2 separate regions of the Zea mays genome follow, and region 1 is linked to region 2. A link is a contact called in public Hi-C data. All regions are on one chromosome and are shown on one strand. Each heading gives the region's core, a stretch centred on a gene start, on an enhancer-like site or on the middle of the called end of the contact. The rest is flanking DNA. Distances are from core to core; before and after follow the strand shown.

Region 1 (4,955 bases), core at 2,415-4,914, 360 kb after region 2:
CCGCGCTCCGGCGCGGCGACGGAGGCAGTGCATAACGACGCGCGGCGTACGGCCTAGAGCTTCGTGGCGTACAGGTGCGCCGCGCGCTACAGAGGAAAAATGAGTTGCTAGGGCGAGACGTTCCGTTGTTTTATCCTTCCCTTTTTCTTTTGCTACCAAAAAAAACACGTACGTAGCAGCCAGGCAATAATAGTAGTTATCGTCCTATCGACGATGAATCATAACATTTCAGCCCTACCTAGAGATGTCAATGGGGACCCGATACCCGCCAACCCGTGGGGAATTCCCCTATTAGGGTACGGGTATGAGAAAAAAATTGTCCCCATGGGTATGGATATGGGACAAAATCTCTACCCATTTGGTAAACGGGTATGGGTTTGAGAAGCAATAATCCGAACCCGATTACCCATGGGTATTTTATACGTGTACACCTGTCGTGTTTGTATGAATGAGTTGAGGCCGAGCCGACCACCAAGCCCAGCACGACAACACAACAGGCCCTATGTCCTAGCCCAACAAGGCAACTAGCAGACTAGTAAAAAATAAAACCCTAAAATAACCAGCCATATGCTATGCCCTGCCCAGACGACGGTGACGACCATGGATTCTCAGGCGCCAACGAACTCAGATGGTGACCAAGGAAGGTGAGAAAACTCCATTTCTCCATTTCTTCTATCGGTCTCGAAGTACTTATGTCTTTTCTGATGGATGGATGAATGAATCATGGTTCATGGATGAGTGCTTGTCGATGTAGTGATGTCTGAAATCTAGATTGCATTTGCTACATGTTAGTACCTAGTTATCCCTTAATTGGGGATGGGGACCCATTGGGGACCCGAAACCCGAATGGGGATGGGTATGGGATAAGTTTTGTACCCATGATGGGTATGGGGATGGGGATGAGGATGGATCAAACATGATAGGGATGAGTATGAGATGCTATAACCCGGTGGAGAATTCTCCATTGACATCTCTAGCCCTACCTGTGGACATATAGCCGCGCACTATGACTGAGGCGGCTTAAACCGGCGGCAACTGGTATCGATCGAGCTGCAGGTTCAACCGCTAATGGTACCGACCTCGTGAAACACTAATCTCAATGGTGCCCCTTAGCGATTGATCGACAAGCAAGGGAGGTGCACGTAGAAAAGACATGATTTGTACTATTAATGCTAGCGACAGAGTTAGGTTTGGAAATTTTGGAGATCTCGGGGGTTAGGGTTTAAGTATTTACGGATACCGGGTTAGGGACTTAGAGTTAGCTCGTAAACCTAGCAACTAGAAACCATAGAACAAGAAAGTGTACCTTTGCATTTTTTTAGGAGGTCAACACGTGGAGGTCGAAGTCCGCGACCACACGTACGACTCCAGTAGAACAGGACGGTGACAGTTCCTTCGCTGACCGCGTGGGGATTAGATCGGATACGTGGGCGACGAGGTACGATAAGCGTTTGTTTGTGTGGCGGACATTTTTCCTATTTATTTATATGCGGTGTGGTCTGGAGAGAAGAGCGATGATTAAAATAGCTGACTATAGCGACCGATATATCCGGATATATATATAGCTGTCGGAGAAGACTGTTGATAATACAATCACTATTTACATGTAACATTTAGCCGCTATTATCTCGCTAAAACAGCTAGACACATGTAACATTTAGCCGCTATTATTTGATCTATGTATTTATCTGTGTACTACTGAAGTACCAAACATTATTAATTGTACATGAACGTTTGAACATTGTATTTGCTTGGTATCTTGGTAAATGTTGATACAATGAAAGGCACTCTATCTCATTAAGTCATGGCATGTTTTGCCGTGGAACGATCATTTCTCACTTATTTAGGGCAGATATTTTATTTTTTTTTCTGAAAAACCCGCTAAATCATTTAGCTACAGCTATATCCGGATATATCATGTTATAGCTGCTGGGAAAAAAACTTGGGATAAATAACTTAGCCCACTATTTTTTAAACACCATTGAAAAGAGGTCACAAGTGCCGATTTGGCTTGGTTGTTCTCCGACCGAGTCGGATAAGATCGTCCAATAATACTGTGCAGAGAGTATAAACTCGTACACTTATTTTGAATTAGAATTAGGATTCTTTGATATCTATCTGCACCTCGTATCGGAGTGATTTTCCTGCTGTGTCAGGTTAAATATACGAATCATCCGCGCCCGGGTTTCGCCTGCGTCTTTTTCCTGACTTTCCGTCTTTTTTTTTCGAATGTCAAGTTTTGGTTTGTGTCCATGATTCTGGCTGTGGCCTGTGGGTTGCGTCCGAACTAACTGTCCGCGTCCATTTTTTTTCCACCTACGTGGCTAGAGTACGTCCGGCGTCCGTTTTCTATGGATCGATATGTACGTGTCTCTCTCTGATTGGCCACCGGCTCGTGTTTCTCCTGATTAGTAGCCAACCCAACAACCCACCCCCAAGCCAAGCTGGCTTTCTTTGTTTATTCCGAGTATCACCCGCGCATAGTACCGAGTACTACTGACCATCGCGCAATTTTTTTTAAAAAAAAAATCGCGAACATAGTCTATCACCTAGGCCGGATCGCAGAGGACGATTGGCTGATTTTTTTTTGTTCGTTCGTTCGTCGCGCACTGTGATCGGATCGGATCGGCACGTACGACGTACCAGGGAAAACGGATCGGAGAAGCGTCAACGACTGGATATATATATATATATATATATATATATATATATATATATATATATATATATATATATATATATATATATATAACATAGAGCGTGGAACCAAGCAAGCACTGTCGCACGCACACGGAAAAAAGGAAGGCGAGAAAAGACGTGTCTCATGTCTCGCTCCGTCTGTGTGTGACGGGCGAAGGTGAGAGGGAGAGGGACGCGTGTTGCGTGCGCCAATCCCAGCCTCTCGTCTCTCCGGCCTGCACGAGCAGCAGGAAAGGCAGCCCCGGCACGGGCGGCAGCAGCGATTCCGTAAAAGGCATCGGGGGCCTGCCGCATGCCGCTCAGGCCAGAATCCCATCCCATCCCACCCCACCCGGCCTCGCTCTCGGGTCGATCCTCCATTCCTCCGTATCCATCCGTGCGTGCCTTTTTCCCCTCCCCCCACTTTTCCCCCCGGTACCGGTTCCGGTTCCGGTTCCGGATAGCGTGGCTCAAGCATGCATGGCAAGGAAAGAAAAAACAACCTTTGCTTGCTGCCGGAAACAGACTGCGCCGCGTTGCTTAGAATGGACGAATGGTCACGGACGGCCACGCAGCCTGCTTGCTTGGCCCTCCCTATCCTCTCTGCTCCGCGGCACCGGCACAGGCACACACAGAGCCAACAAACATACTACACAGGTGGCAAATGCCTGCGGCGGGGCCTATGAACCCTAAACCTGATCGTTTGTCTTTAATAACATACCGACTTTCGCACCGGCTTTTACTATTTATAAACTGTTTTTGTCTCTATAAATTGTATATGTAGCAGTCTAAACAACCCGATTAAGCCCCCCCTTCTGTGTTCGGGTTGCAAAGCCATACCCGCTGGGAACAAAAAAGATCCCCGCAGTAATTTCCCTTCTTTCCTGCAGTAATTTCCACAGGCCCAATCATTTCTCCAGCCAACAGCTTGACATGTGAGTTCACTCCACGCAGCGGAGACCAGAGCTTCTCTACGGCGAGGGAGCGCCGAGGGGCAAATCCGTCAGCGCGGGCACATCGCGTCGCCTTTCCGGCCCCCACACCTCTCTCTCTCTCTCTCTCTCTTCCCGGTCGACGAGCGGAGAGCTAGCGGCGGGGCGCGCGCTGCTATTTATCGAGCACACGGGAGCCACGCCGCCCGTCCCTGTCTCCATCTTGCCGTCGCTCCCACGCCGCCGTTCCCTCCGCCTGCCTCGACCGCCTCGTGCCGTGCGCGCTAAGGAGGGAGGGAGGGAGGGAAAGTGAAGCAGGAGGGTGGACCACTGCGCGCGTGCGGCGCCTTCCTCCTCGAATCACCGCCGACAGCTTCTGCAGCTAGCGTTATCACCCCCACCACCCCGGGGCTCGGATTAGGTACGCTGTTCATGCCGTCTCCACGGCCAAGGACCGGGGAGGAGCTTCTTTCTCTAGCTGGGGGATGAGCAACACCAAGTGATGTTCCATCATGTTTGCTTAAAAAGACACGCACTGCCTCTGCCTGTGCCTGCCTGTTCATGGTCCTCATCCTCACAGAGCTGGTTACCGAAAAATTGGTATACTTTTTCTTGGCGCAGGATCTGAGCTGAAGCTGCCAGGCCAGGCGATCGAGCCGATGTACGGCTCGCCGGTGTCCAAGGACCTCAACCTCCCGGCGCAGCCGCCGCCGATGGCCTCGTCCGGGCTGCTACGCTACAGATCGGCGCCCAGCGCGGTGCTCGGCGGCCTCTGCGAGGACCAGCTCCAGCTCCCTGCCGCCGCTCCGAGCGCCGCCGACAACGTCTTCTCAAGGTTCCTGCCCGACCACCACATCCGGGACGACAAGCCGTCGCCTGCCCACTTCCCGAGTGCGGCCGACATGGCCTCCCACCACCAGCAGGAGCAAATGATGTTCCACTCCCAGTCCCAGTCCCAGCACCAGCAGGAGACGGGTAGGTCCGGGGGCGGCCTCTACCGCACCGTCAGCTCTGGCATGGAAGCGGGCGGCACTGGCGTCGGCGCCGCCAGCAGCCTGATTCGGCAGAGCAGCTCCCCCGCCGGGTTCCTGGACCATTTCGGCATGGACAACGGTTGGTTGCTCGTCACTCGCTCTCGCTCTCTCTCTCTCCTTAAATCCGGCCTCCATTTGGTACTGCCTCGGTTGCCATTCCCGGCTTGCTTCCACAGCCTCCCAGTCCAGCTCCTTGGACGCGGAAGCCGTCATGGATGGCAGCAGCAATTATTGCAGTTCTTGCCTGGGGAGGGAGTCTCTCCTCCCCCGAAACATTTCTATTTCCGGAACTGACACGGAGGGAGGGCCA
Region 2 (5,346 bases), core at 2,441-4,940:
AATGAAGAACTCGCAAAGTTCAGAAATATACTTGCAGTAACAAAAAGAACTGCTTATTCTTTGAAACTAAGGATGTTAAAAAATACCAGTTTTGCTAATACTGGTAAACAGCCACACTCATGTCTGCCAGCACTGAGGGGGCACATTCTGCTGAATGCGTCCTGAAACGCAGCCTTCCACAGGTTAACAGAAAAGGTGCCCTGCTGCTGATCACCCAAAGCAGGACCTAGCACTCTACCAGCCTTTGGAGTTGATGATCCTTCTGCCCGTTTTTGCATGTGAGGAGTTAGTGCCTGGAAGAGAAACATCCATAAGAAAACTGACAACATGAAGAATCAGAACATATTCAGACAACAAGTAGCCATAAGACCGCAAGACAGATCCTGTGCCGAAGACTCCCAGAGTCTGAGAAAGGGATCAAACTGAGGCAAGCCTCCCCCGCAAATGTGAAGAGGCTGCTTTGAAACGCATGACCTTGTGACTCAGTGAGACAGCTCTCACCACTACATCAGGTCTGCCCTTCTAAGTAGGCCATAAGAGACATTGACTTTCTTTTAAAAAAAGAAAAACACCAGGCTAGGACAGGGTGTTCCCAGCTTCATTGAAGTGTCAGTCAGAATTTGTCTAAGACAGACATTTACCTGCCACCATACTGTCTCAACAATGCGAGAAAATATCCAAGACTCAATCTTCTCTAATGCAGCCAAAAGTGTACTTGTTTCCTGCCAATCATCTGGCATCAGCCTCGCAGCAAAGTTGGCTTGCGTGCCATTGTAGTTGTTTCTCCACAGCATTGTCATAGATTTCCCACCAAGTTTTTTGGCACCACCATTCATGCTCATATTCGTCATGGATGGAGTAAATTGATGTGAGATGCCAAAAGTTTGTACAATTATCTCCCTGAGGACAACTGTGTTGGACAGCCAGAATGTCAGCCTATAACAATAGTAGTTTGTTAGTTCGAGGGGGTTTTTTGAGTAATGTTATGATGGAGCTAAAAATTTCAGATTAAATGCAGCTAAGTTATACCTCGAAGCATCATTGCTACTGGACTTTGCAACAAGAACAAGACCAGAAGCAATGCTTTTTGCTACCGAAGCTCTCTTATCTTCAGACCAAGACTTGGATGCATGGATATATAACCTAGACAGACGCCGAGCTGGGGTGTGCAACTTATGTGCTGAACTTCCATGCTCGGGCACTACAGAGTACAGGGAAACTTCAAGAGCAGCAACTTCACGAAGTTCTTGTTCCAACTTGTCGATTTTCAGCACTAATTCCTCATTGCCTTGATCTACAACTGATTTTCCATGATCAACTACCTTGTCTTCAATATCAGGAATTTCATCATCAGTACCAGTACTCTGATCACAGCGTGGAGCTTCATCTAACACATTGATCTCCTTGGCCTCCTCAGTGCCTCTATCATCAACAGTTCCAGCATCACTGATTATATCGTCTGTTTCCTCAGACAATTCTGATGGAGGGCGGGAAGGAATTCTTGTAATATCTGGTTTTCTAACGTCAACAGCCTTAGCAGCACTAACTGTTTTCTTTTGTTTCTGAGGCTTGTTCTGTACATTGTTTAATCCTTTATGTTGCAGCTTGTTTTGAGCTTGACGGCTGGCGCTGCTTTTGGTCGTTCGGGGGCTATTATCTTTTGACTCCTTTTTACCGAGCCTCTTTGGAACCCGAGACTCACCTTGTGATGAAAAGGAGTCTCTAGCAGGTACATAATCTGATCCAGTCCCCCTCTTCTCATCTCTCCCCTCCCCGTTATCTCTTGCGCCCATTTCGGGATACTTCAAATTGTTAGAAACTTGATGCCTGGAGAAATAATAAGCACAGATGGTTAAGTTGTTCTAGCAACTTCTGCAAAAATGATCAGGCTTCCAAAAGCAAGCATGTTAAAATAAATACAACACTGATGACACTCGGATCAGGATTCAGAAGAAACAGGAGGCCCAGAAAAGTGCTCATGCTAAAAGGAGAAACCTTCATTAAATAAAAATGTGACCAACTTCCAACCCAATCAGTTAAGAAGATTGGCGATGGGCACACTAAAAAGTAAAGAAGTGAAATGCACACATTAAAAGTGTGGTTATTAATCGTGAAGGTAACCTATCTGAACTCAGATCAAGCTTGCTCTCGCTTCCATTAGAACCTTTAGGGCCCTGTATGGATCCAACCCAGCTAAACTTTAGCCAGCTAATTTGGCCAGCTGAACTCTATGATGTGAATTCCAAACAGGACCTAACTCTGTGATGTGAAATTGAAATCAAAGTGCCGACTGCCAATGGACAGGACCGGTAAAGAGTTTTATTGGGATCCCATCTATTTTAGGTAGTTGATCAAGGTTAAGCTGCACTTTGGTGATCCAAACAGCCCTACTAAATTTGGTGGTAGTTAATGAATGGCAAGATCGTTGAACTCAAAAGCTTATCTCAGACATGACAACTCAAAAGCTTACCTTGAACACGAGTACCAATCAGAATCGGTACAAGACGGTTACCTAGAGAGAACTATAAAACGACTAAATTACCACATAAATAGGGAAACGCACCACCGAACTGCACTCTACTCAAGGTAAAGACAGTAGCAGCATCATGGAAAGGTTGCCAAACATGCATCAGGAGCCACTCGCGAACCAAAAACCTTTTCCCCACTCCATGACACAAATCAAGAAACGGTAACAGCTGCCGGAAATGGCCAATCACAAAACCCAGAGCGGGGGTAGGCTGGCCGCCTGGCCCAGGGCCTCCCTCCCGTAGTGGCCAGGAACAGGCAATTCAATACTCCGAGCACACGAACAGCTTAAAAGGGGGAGAACATTCCTTCATAAATGCGGACCAATCCAACCAAACCGCCGCCACGAAACTCTAATAATAAATCCGCAACCACCTCGCCGGTCGTGCGGGAGCGGATCCGGAGAAGGGAATAGCAGGGCAACGAATCCGGAAGCAGTAACCAAGCACCGACGCACCTGGCCTGCCCATGACAACGGCTAGGCGCCGGGATTCAGAAATGCGGATCGCGGACTAGCTAGCGCCCGCCAGGCGTGATCCTGTCCCCACGCGCCTGCCCGATTCCCTCACGAAATCTCATGAATGGGGGGAACAAAATTAAAACTTGGTAGACAAGCAGAACAATGCTGCCGTCACGGAGCATACAAAGGCCCCAAACTCAGGTGGAGCGGCGGAGGTCCCGGCCCGGCAGACAGAACCGCTCCCCGGAATCGAGAGCCGAAGCCAGAGAAAGCTTAGAAACAAGTTCAAATCCAGCGGGCGTTAGTAATCCGCGGCCTAGCAGAGAGAGAGAGAGAGAGAGAGAGAGAGAGAGAGAGAGAGAGAGAGAGAGAGAGAGATCCGGCGGAAGCTTCCGTTCCGCGGCGCAGGGCTCCAGGCTCCTCCACACATAACATAACACGAGATAGAGAGAGAGAAGGCAAGGGAGTGGCGAGAAGCGAAGAGCAGCGGCTCACCGTCTCCGCGTGGGCCGGCTTCAGTCACCAGCAGCAGACCACACCGAGTCGCCAACCGCAGCGCGATCCAATGCGGGAGCGAGCAGCAGGGCGGCGGCGCGGGAGGCGACGACGACGCCCGCGACCGGCCGGCGTGCTCCGGGTCGCGGCCTGCCTTTGGCTGGGGGTCTGCAACGCCCCGTGCGGCGTGCGGAGGGGAGGGAGATCGTGGTGGGCGAGCGGGCGAGTGGTTGCTCTCCTCTGCGCTCTGCTTAAATCCAACCGACGTCAGGAAGGCGAGTGTGCGTCTACTGCTGTCTGGGTGTATGTGTGTGCGCGCTTTTCTTTTCTTCTTTTTGGGCTCGGGAATTGGCCGGATCCGGTCACCGCGTGGTGAGGTGCACGCCGGCAAGTGGGCCTTCCTGTTTGTTTGTTTTTTTGTTTGACCCTTTTGATTGGCATTGTCCGAAATTCATTTCTATATATGCATTCTTTTTAGTTTGGGAACGTATCATATGCTTATAGAGCTCTTGTGCTCATATGAGCACTTTAAATCTTGTACCTTCATTTCTTATCAAGTGTGAATAAACATTTCTTAGTTTCTTCTGTGTGCCACCCTTGTTGTGCCGCGTTGACTGTCTCTTCTGTGTGCCACTGCTGCCCTCACCTCCTAGATGAGAAATAAATGCATCAGATTTAAAGTGTTCATATGAGTACAAGAGCTCTATGAACACAGGATGCGTTCCCTTTTGGTTTGTAACGGTAATTTGTACCTGACAATAGAAACTACAAAGCAAAACCCGACCCATAAAACCCATCGCAAAACCATCCTCTCTCCACGTTCGAGGGGTGGTAATAGATTAAATGTTACTTCACCATTTGTTTGAGTCTTTAATTAATTTTAGTTAAAAAACAAATAGAAATATAGTCCGTTTGTAATCAGATCTGATTTTTATTATATAAAAATCTACAGCTCATTACCCCTCCGTCTTACTGGACGTACGGTATTTTTTTAAAAAAACCAATCTAGATACGATGACTACGTGATAATCAATAAAACCACAAAGGAACAAAGAAGCCGTCCTTCGTCAATATCAGCGGCCTCCTTTAATTTGTCACCACCTCTGCTCTGATCCCCCTCCTCTTTTAAATGTTCCATTGAGGCTTTATTCCCGCTTCCAGTCGGGGGAGGGACAAGCACTTTCTTCGTGGATCCTTCCTCCAAAGTCCAAACACACATCGCCATGCACCAGCTGGTCTGGATGTAGATCACGGACCCCTTTTAACCTTTTTTGTTCACGCGAGTAAAAAAAAAAAAATTGTAATGTTCGGTTGATGCACAGCCAGTCATAGCACAAGCGGCAGCAGAAGACATTCGTTCCCTCCAATCACTCGGCATGGCGTCTCCGGCCTCCACATGCCAATTGGCATGGCCCCTGTCTCCCTCCCTAGGTGTATATATGATAGCACACTACTGTTATCATCACTCAACTCAATCCATGGCTCCATGCTATGCATGCTCTACCCTCGTCCTCGTGCACCAAATGTGCGTGCTCCATCGGCAGTCACCCCCTCCTCTATCAAGAACCTGGAGAGATCGCCAGCCCCAATCATGTCGCCGAAAGATGCAAGGCCATATTCTCACTTGTGCGGTGCTGCTGCCGTGCAGATTGGGAGAGAGAAAAAAAACAAGAAAACAAGACGGAATAAAAAAGCGACCCGTCCCCTTTTCTTCTCCAAGCATCTTTTGTTTTATTTATATATATATTAATATGTATACACATTACAGAGAGAGAGAGAGAGAGGGGGTGACCTGACTCCGATGCGACGCGACCAAAGTGGCAAAGTGCCCAGCCGGATGCGACCGGCAGAAGCTGTCGGTGGCG

Evidence for each region. A called contact is a pair of places that touch in the nucleus more often than the background predicts.
Region 1: a contact with region 2 is called in a Hi-C map of leaf mesophyll, with 2.0 times the contacts expected there. The contact joins the promoter of LOC100279237 here to the promoter of LOC100382159 in region 2. A contact is called at or near these places in 2 of 25 Hi-C or Micro-C datasets (leaf and leaf mesophyll).

The regions. Positions count from the first base shown.
Region 1 is chr1:192,227,377-192,232,331 of Zm-B73-REFERENCE-NAM-5.0, forward strand. LOC100279237 (Transcription factor bHLH130) reads left to right here and starts at 3,665. Exons shown (of 6, transcript NM_001329707.1): 1 at 3,665-4,032; 2 at 4,233-4,724. The coding sequence starts at 4,271.
Region 2 is chr1:191,862,450-191,867,795 of Zm-B73-REFERENCE-NAM-5.0, forward strand. LOC100382159 reads right to left here and starts at 3,691. Exons shown (of 8, transcript NM_001366774.1): 1 at 3,482-3,691; 2 at 1,030-1,827; 3 at 642-936; 4 at 87-293. The coding sequence starts at 1,793.